2 separate regions of the Mus musculus genome follow, and region 2 is linked to region 1. A link is a contact called in public HiChIP or PLAC-seq data. All regions are on one chromosome and are shown on one strand. Each heading gives the region's core, a stretch centred on a gene start, on an enhancer-like site or on the middle of the called end of the contact. The rest is flanking DNA. Distances are from core to core; before and after follow the strand shown. Region 1 holds the start of Foxp2 (forkhead box P2). Region 2 overlaps Foxp2 (forkhead box P2).

Region 1 (3,039 bases), core at 157-2,656:
GGAAGGAAGAAAAAAGGAAGGAAGGAAGGAAGGAAGGAAGGAAGGAAGGAGAGAAGGAAGGAAGGAGAAAGAAAAAAAAAGGCTAGGGAGAAACCCTTTCTCACCAAGGTGTCTGTGCCCCTCCCACATGCCCTCTCCCAGGGGCTGCAAGCTGTGACACCCACACACAGAACAAGGAGCACTTCCCAAAGTGGAAGGAAAGTAAAACCAGGACGGATCCATTGGGAAGCCGCAGGCCTTGCTGGCTAGCAGACAAGTGGAAGAGAGTGATCAGGAGTGGCCCGAGAAATGCATGGTTATCTCAGGAGTCACTAGGGGCCAGGAGTTTCTTAACTAGAGAGAAAAGAAGTGTCCCCTTGATGCCTCTCTGGTTCCTGGATAAGTACTTCTGAGATGAAAGCAGAAGTGCTGAAGACCCAAGAAACGCGCACTTGCCCGCTTTAGTAAATAAAGGTCAGCAGTCTCATCAATAAAGTGTGCGCTTCTAACCACCACATGTTTCTACTGCTGTCTCTCTTCCCTAGAGGGAGTGGGAGGGAAGAGGGAAAGACAACAAACATTTTTTTATAAGAGTAAACAAACGCATCTGGTGTTTCGACACATTTCTTCCTCCAGCATCTCTGGACGATACAACAATCTGCATATTCAAAACGAAAATAAATAAATAAATGAATAAATAAATAAATAATTCATCCCGGAGCCCACAGAGAAATCTCATTTTCCTGCACACCCCTTTCCCCATCACACAGCAAAATGCAAAGAAACAACAAGTGGCGATGTTGGGTCTCGACGCAAATGCGACCCCTGCCCTATGTGGAAATCTGACACATGTCACCCTGGCCCCGCAGCGCGGAGCAGCAGGCTCTGGGGCGAAACTTTGCTGCGCGACCGGATCAGCGTGGAGCAAAGTCGCAGTCTGGCCGCGCGTGGCTGTGCTTGGGACAGGGTGGGGTGCGGAGTGCAGAGCGTCTGAGTGAGGGCGAAGAAACTTACCGCGATCGGGGACCCCGAGGGCAGCGTCCCAGGAGGTGGCACCCGCTGTGCACCCAGGCAGAAGCCCCGGAACAACACACCCACGCTCGAGTCCCGGCAGCCGCGGCCGCGAGTTCGGGGACACCAGGGGAGGGGGGACCCGAGGAAGCTGCGGCGGGAAGTCGCGGCCGCGGCATAAATGCCCTGGGCGGGCACTGACGGATGAACTGCTGGTGGCGCCGGGCTCCGGCCGGGACGAAGCTGCGGCCGGGGAGCTGCACGCGCCGGCGTGTCTCGCGCTTTCTCGGAGGCTCGCGCTGTCTCGCGCTGGCAGCTCCCCCCACAACCCGGATCTCTGTATGTATGTGTGTGTTGGTGTGTGTGTGTGTCTGTGTGTATGTGTGTGCGCGCGCGCTTGTATGTGTGTGTGTGTGTGTGCGTATGTGAGTGTATGTGTGCGTGCACCGGCGGGCGCGCGCACCCGGGCGCGCGCGCGAGTTGTTGGCGATGCAAACTATGCACACACTGAGAGCAGAGCAGCTTCTCCTATGAGGGGCGGGCAGGGGGAAGGGACCTCCTAGAACACTCTTAAGTACTGTTGGGGCACTTGTTTTGTCTTACTTTGCTAAGTTGGGGTTGTTGTTGTTGTTGATGATGATTATGATGATGATTTTTTTAAAGTGGTTTGAACTCCATCAATCTCTTCATGCCCCCCCCCCAACTTTTTCCAGAGATGGGAGAAATCGCGGGCCAGAATGTTGCTGGGCTTTGCGGTGGAGCCTCCTGGATGACGTCAGGTCCACCTGCTATGTAAACAACTTGCTAGAGAACTTGTTTGTTCTGCCCCGTTTCCCCCACCCCCACCCTTCTCCCCACCTCCAGCTCCGCCTCCTCCTGCCGCCCCAGACGGCGAGTCGGGGATGGGGGTGGGGAGGGAGGCGAGAACAAAACCGTATGCTGTATTGGCACAGCCGAGTTGTGTCTGCTGCTTCTTGGCAGTCCCCAAAGTACGTCCTCTCAGCAGACGGAGCTGCTGGCAAATGAAACAGGGGATTCCACGTGAAGTGCAGAAAACCTAGAAGGGATCCGAAGCCTTTGGTGGCAGGTAGTTAAAGCACAGAGTGTCACAGAGGGAGCCCGCGCCAACACAGCCACGCTGATTGGCCTTTCTCTCCTGTGTGTGCGCCTCTGCGGCCTGGATGGAGAGGCAGAACCTTTCTCACTCTTGGTTGTCGTGGCTCCTGTCTCACTTGGGGCCAGTACTGCTAGGGCTTCCATGTAGTCGCGCAGCCCAGGTCACCGAAGCGGGACTTGGAAAAAGAGATGGCACCACCAAGGTGTAATTTTGTTTTTAAAGTATGAGGCTTTGGGGACTGACTGGATCAATGACTAGGGAGAAAAAAATAACAGGAATGAAAGAAAAGTAGAAATTGCCAGAACCCGCTCGCAGTGCACTTCAAAGCTGTGTCCCCGGTGTTGGGGGATGCTCCGGCTCGGTTTCTGCCACCAGGTCCCTCCTCCACTGTGCGTGGTGCGACCTAGCTGGCTGGTCTGAGCAGGACCAAGAAAGAGATGACAGAGAAAGGGCCGGAGGAGATCAAGGCGGGCCCTGAAGGGTCTTGTGACTTGAATCTGGGAGGGTGTTTCTAAGATGCCCCTCTCCACCCTAGCTTGGGAAGGAAGTTCCTTCCTGCGGTTCTCCCGCCAGCCCCTCCCGGGCCACTGGCCCCCTAACCCTTAGCCGTCGGCGTTCAATACGCGCCGCCGCGGGAGCTTGCAGCCTAGCTGCTGAATCTGTCACGCAGCGATTCCACCGGCGCAGAAACTTTCCACTAAATAGCTATAGCCAAGAAGCCGGGGATGGGGGTTGGGGGGGACACGGAGTTGGGCTAGGCTGCCTTCTAGCTATTCTCCGGAGAGAAATAGCTGCGAACTTTCACACAGCTTTATTCAGTACAAGAGGGGATGGTGGGATGGGGTGGCCAAAGATCAGCATCAACACGTGCCTTTTTAGTTTTTCCCTTCCTCAAACACCAACTGGCCCTTTCTCTAAAGGGCAGAGAGAAG
Region 2 (3,039 bases), core at 396-2,895, 97 kb before region 1:
TTAACCTGCTTGAGAGCCTCTGCCCTGAGACCTAGCTTCCATGGAACCAGAAGGCTCCAAGCATGCTTCTCAAGGAGGACACATCCAACAGTCCCACCCATGCATACTGCCTGTGAACCTCAACAATTACCAGCATAGCATGGTAACCATAAAGGTGCAGTAGTGGCACTCAACTACACCTAACTAACTACAGCTCTCTTCTTGGAACTAAATTCCATGTAACCAAAGGAAAACTAAGCCTGGTTCTGGAATCCTAGCCAACTTCCAGGAATTATTGCAGTCATGGGTCTTGGGAAAGATCCTACAACTGTCATTTTCTTAAATAATCATAATCCCTAACTATATTCTCACAATGCCATTTTAATAATTAATGTAAGTGGACATGGAAGGTGTGTATTTAAATAAAGATATTAGATCTTAATACACTGAATGTCTTTGACCATATCTCAAATCTAACTCAGATATGGAAATTTTTCATTTTCTTAAATTCAGGGGCTTTATGTTATACAACAATAAATCATTATAGAGTTAAGTAAGTTAAGTGAAAAAGATCACTGGGTCATGCATGTTGAAAACATATTTTTCAAACTATTCTATAATATATGACCAAAGACCACTTTCTTCATGCTTTATATATTCCCAAAAGCTGTAATAAAAATGGATCATGTGAGCAGTAATTGTATAGACCCAAATGTCAGCTCCACAGATTTTGAATGCAAACCTCAGCAAAAAAAGAGCTCCAGTTTCTAGAGATACTCTGTCCCTTGCTTGAGCAAACATTGCATCAGTAACTTGCAAATAGATTCAGAGAGGATACCTAACTGGTCTGCCAGCAGGAACAGGGCTTAACATGCTCTTTGTGTTCTGCAAGAAGTGTCAAGTTAGAATTCCATTGCTCTAAAGAGACACAGCGAGCAAAGCAACTCTTATAAAGGCAAACATTTTATTGGGCTGGCTTATTGTCACAGCAGAAAGCCTGACAGCATACAGGCAGGCATGGTAGAGCCAAGAGTCCTACAGCATGATCTGAAGTCAACCAGTAAGTGACTGGACTCCACACTGGGCAGAGCTTGAGTATAGGAGCCCTGAAAACCTGCCTACAGAGACACAATTCTTTCAACAAGGCCAAACCCACTCCAACAGAGTCACACTACCTAATAGTGCCACTCCCTATGGGCCAAACATTTAAACACATGAGTCTGTGTGGACCAAACCCACTCAACCCCCCCACCCCCAAGAGACTTTTAGTGTTAAAATCTTGTCATTCAATTCTGAAAATAAGCTGAAAATACATGATCTAAATCTAAGTGTTTTGTCTTTTATGATGAATATATACTTAGGTTTAGGCTAAGGGACTCCATCCTTCATTTTAACAGTGGGGGTTTGTTGTTGCTTGTTTGCTTGCTTGCTCTTTGGACTTTAAAAAAAAGACTTTAGTGTCTGAGAGAAAGCTTCGAGTAAGACGTCCTCGGTATTTAGCAGTCACAAGACACGAGTTTAAAGGAGATAGGCAAGAGACATGTGCTACTGCTTTAAGATACTAAATGTTGTTTTGCTAGAAACCCGGAGCACAATAAGAGAGGATGTGGCATGTTATGCTACAATGTGATGAACCTTCTACCATGCAAAAATCCAACTTAGTAATCAAGACAGGCGCACACAGCCCTACAGGAAGCTGATGCATTACCAATGAATGGACAGTGAGCCAAATGAGCATCAAGCTTGTTTTCGGAAAAATTCAACCTAGCTTGCTTGCCTGACCCGTCAAAACTGACAGGCCACTTCTCCTTTGGAACTTTTAATTCTTTGGTTTTCATATTCTTGTACATCTTCTCAAATTACATGGTTTTTGAAGCCTAATCTAGATGTAGTACTGGATTACGCTCTAAATTGTACACTTAGAAAAAATACTATTCTTCCATACTGCTGAGAATTTGTAAAGTAAATGTATAAACCTATCAGATCTTTTAAAAAGAGTACTCCAGGTAGGTTAAAATAAAGTTACAAAATAACCGGGACACAAAGAAATAAGTTTTCAAATATTTCCATGTGGTGATAGAATCCATATTTTTCAAATTCCCAGACTTCAGGAGAAATTCTGCTTCAAAAACTTTAAAAATAGAATAAATGTCTCCATAAAACATTATATGTAACTGTATATATTTTGGAAAAGGCATAGGAAATGCATATATGTATGTCTAAATGCATACATACTCTAAACATACACATGTATTTATGTACAAACACCTACTTAAATAGAACGACTGGAAGAAAGAAATTAACATGAAATTAATGACTGTTCTTTGCAGTTATGTTTTATATTTGTTCATTTAACATTCATGTAATACTATAAGCAATTTTTTTAACATATAGATTTACCCATGATATAGCAAATACTTAAATGCAGGTAAGTAAGTGCAAATGGAGTCTGCCCCTCCCCAGGATGCTAAGCTAAGTTTCAAGTAGCCTATCTGTATGCTTTCTTTGCATAGAAAAAAATGCACCTTGGCACCAGGAAGAAACACAGCTTAAAAAAAAATCTGATTTTAGTCCCAAAAATCAATATGGCAAAGGAAAAGTTGCTACGAAGATAATTCTTAGTTGAATATGTTCAAAATTCAAGTCCCTGGTAATCTGATATTTGGCCAAGACAAATCAAAATCTTATATATTTTACAAATGCCAAGTTTTCAGAGAAACAAAAAAAAATGCAGTAGCAACAGATGCATTTCCCTAGACATTTGTGTTGAGCCTAGCTATATCCAGATCCTGAAGATAAGGGGGTTGTATTTCATTTCTCATAAATAATAGTCCTGGTTGCTCTTGATGTCATCTAACTAAATACTATTATGTTCCTTCCTTGAAAATTTGACCAACAGAAACTTCTGAAAATGAAAGGATAAGTAAAAACTGTAAGATTTGGATGGAGGGAGAAATAAAAAGAAACTAAACATGTATATCTGGTTCCTTTAGAAAATGAAAATATTATATTTGCAATATTGAAGTTTAAGAATAAAAGGGTATTTGCTTTCTTTTCATT

Evidence for each region. HiChIP or PLAC-seq counts read pairs in DNA pulled down with a chosen protein or histone mark.
Region 2: a contact with region 1 is called in an H3K4me3 HiChIP or PLAC-seq map of neural progenitor cells, with 15 read pairs. The contact joins the enhancer-like site here to the promoter of Foxp2 in region 1. A contact is called at or near these places in 1 of 39 promoter capture datasets (embryonic stem cells), 3 of 484 Hi-C or Micro-C datasets (the HL-1 cell line, cerebral cortex and embryonic stem cells), 1 of 115 datasets of contacts at active chromatin or transcription factors (neural progenitor cells) and 2 of 9 other capture datasets (embryonic stem cells and liver).

Annotation. Positions count from the first base shown.
Region 1 is chr6:14,899,716-14,902,754 of GRCm38.p6, reverse strand. Foxp2 (forkhead box P2) reads right to left here and starts at 1,406. Exons shown (of 19, transcript NM_053242.4): 1 at 994-1,406.
Region 2 is chr6:14,997,082-15,000,120 of GRCm38.p6, reverse strand. All of the region lies in intron 2 of Foxp2 (forkhead box P2), which reads right to left. Among named protein-coding and RNA genes, the nearest start is that of Foxp2, 97 kb to the right of the region's middle. Within about 2 kb of position 1,645, at least 6 of the 459 cell types and tissues checked have an H3K27ac peak or open chromatin away from gene starts, as enhancers often do. A contact at or near this core is called in neural progenitor cells, where this site is marked.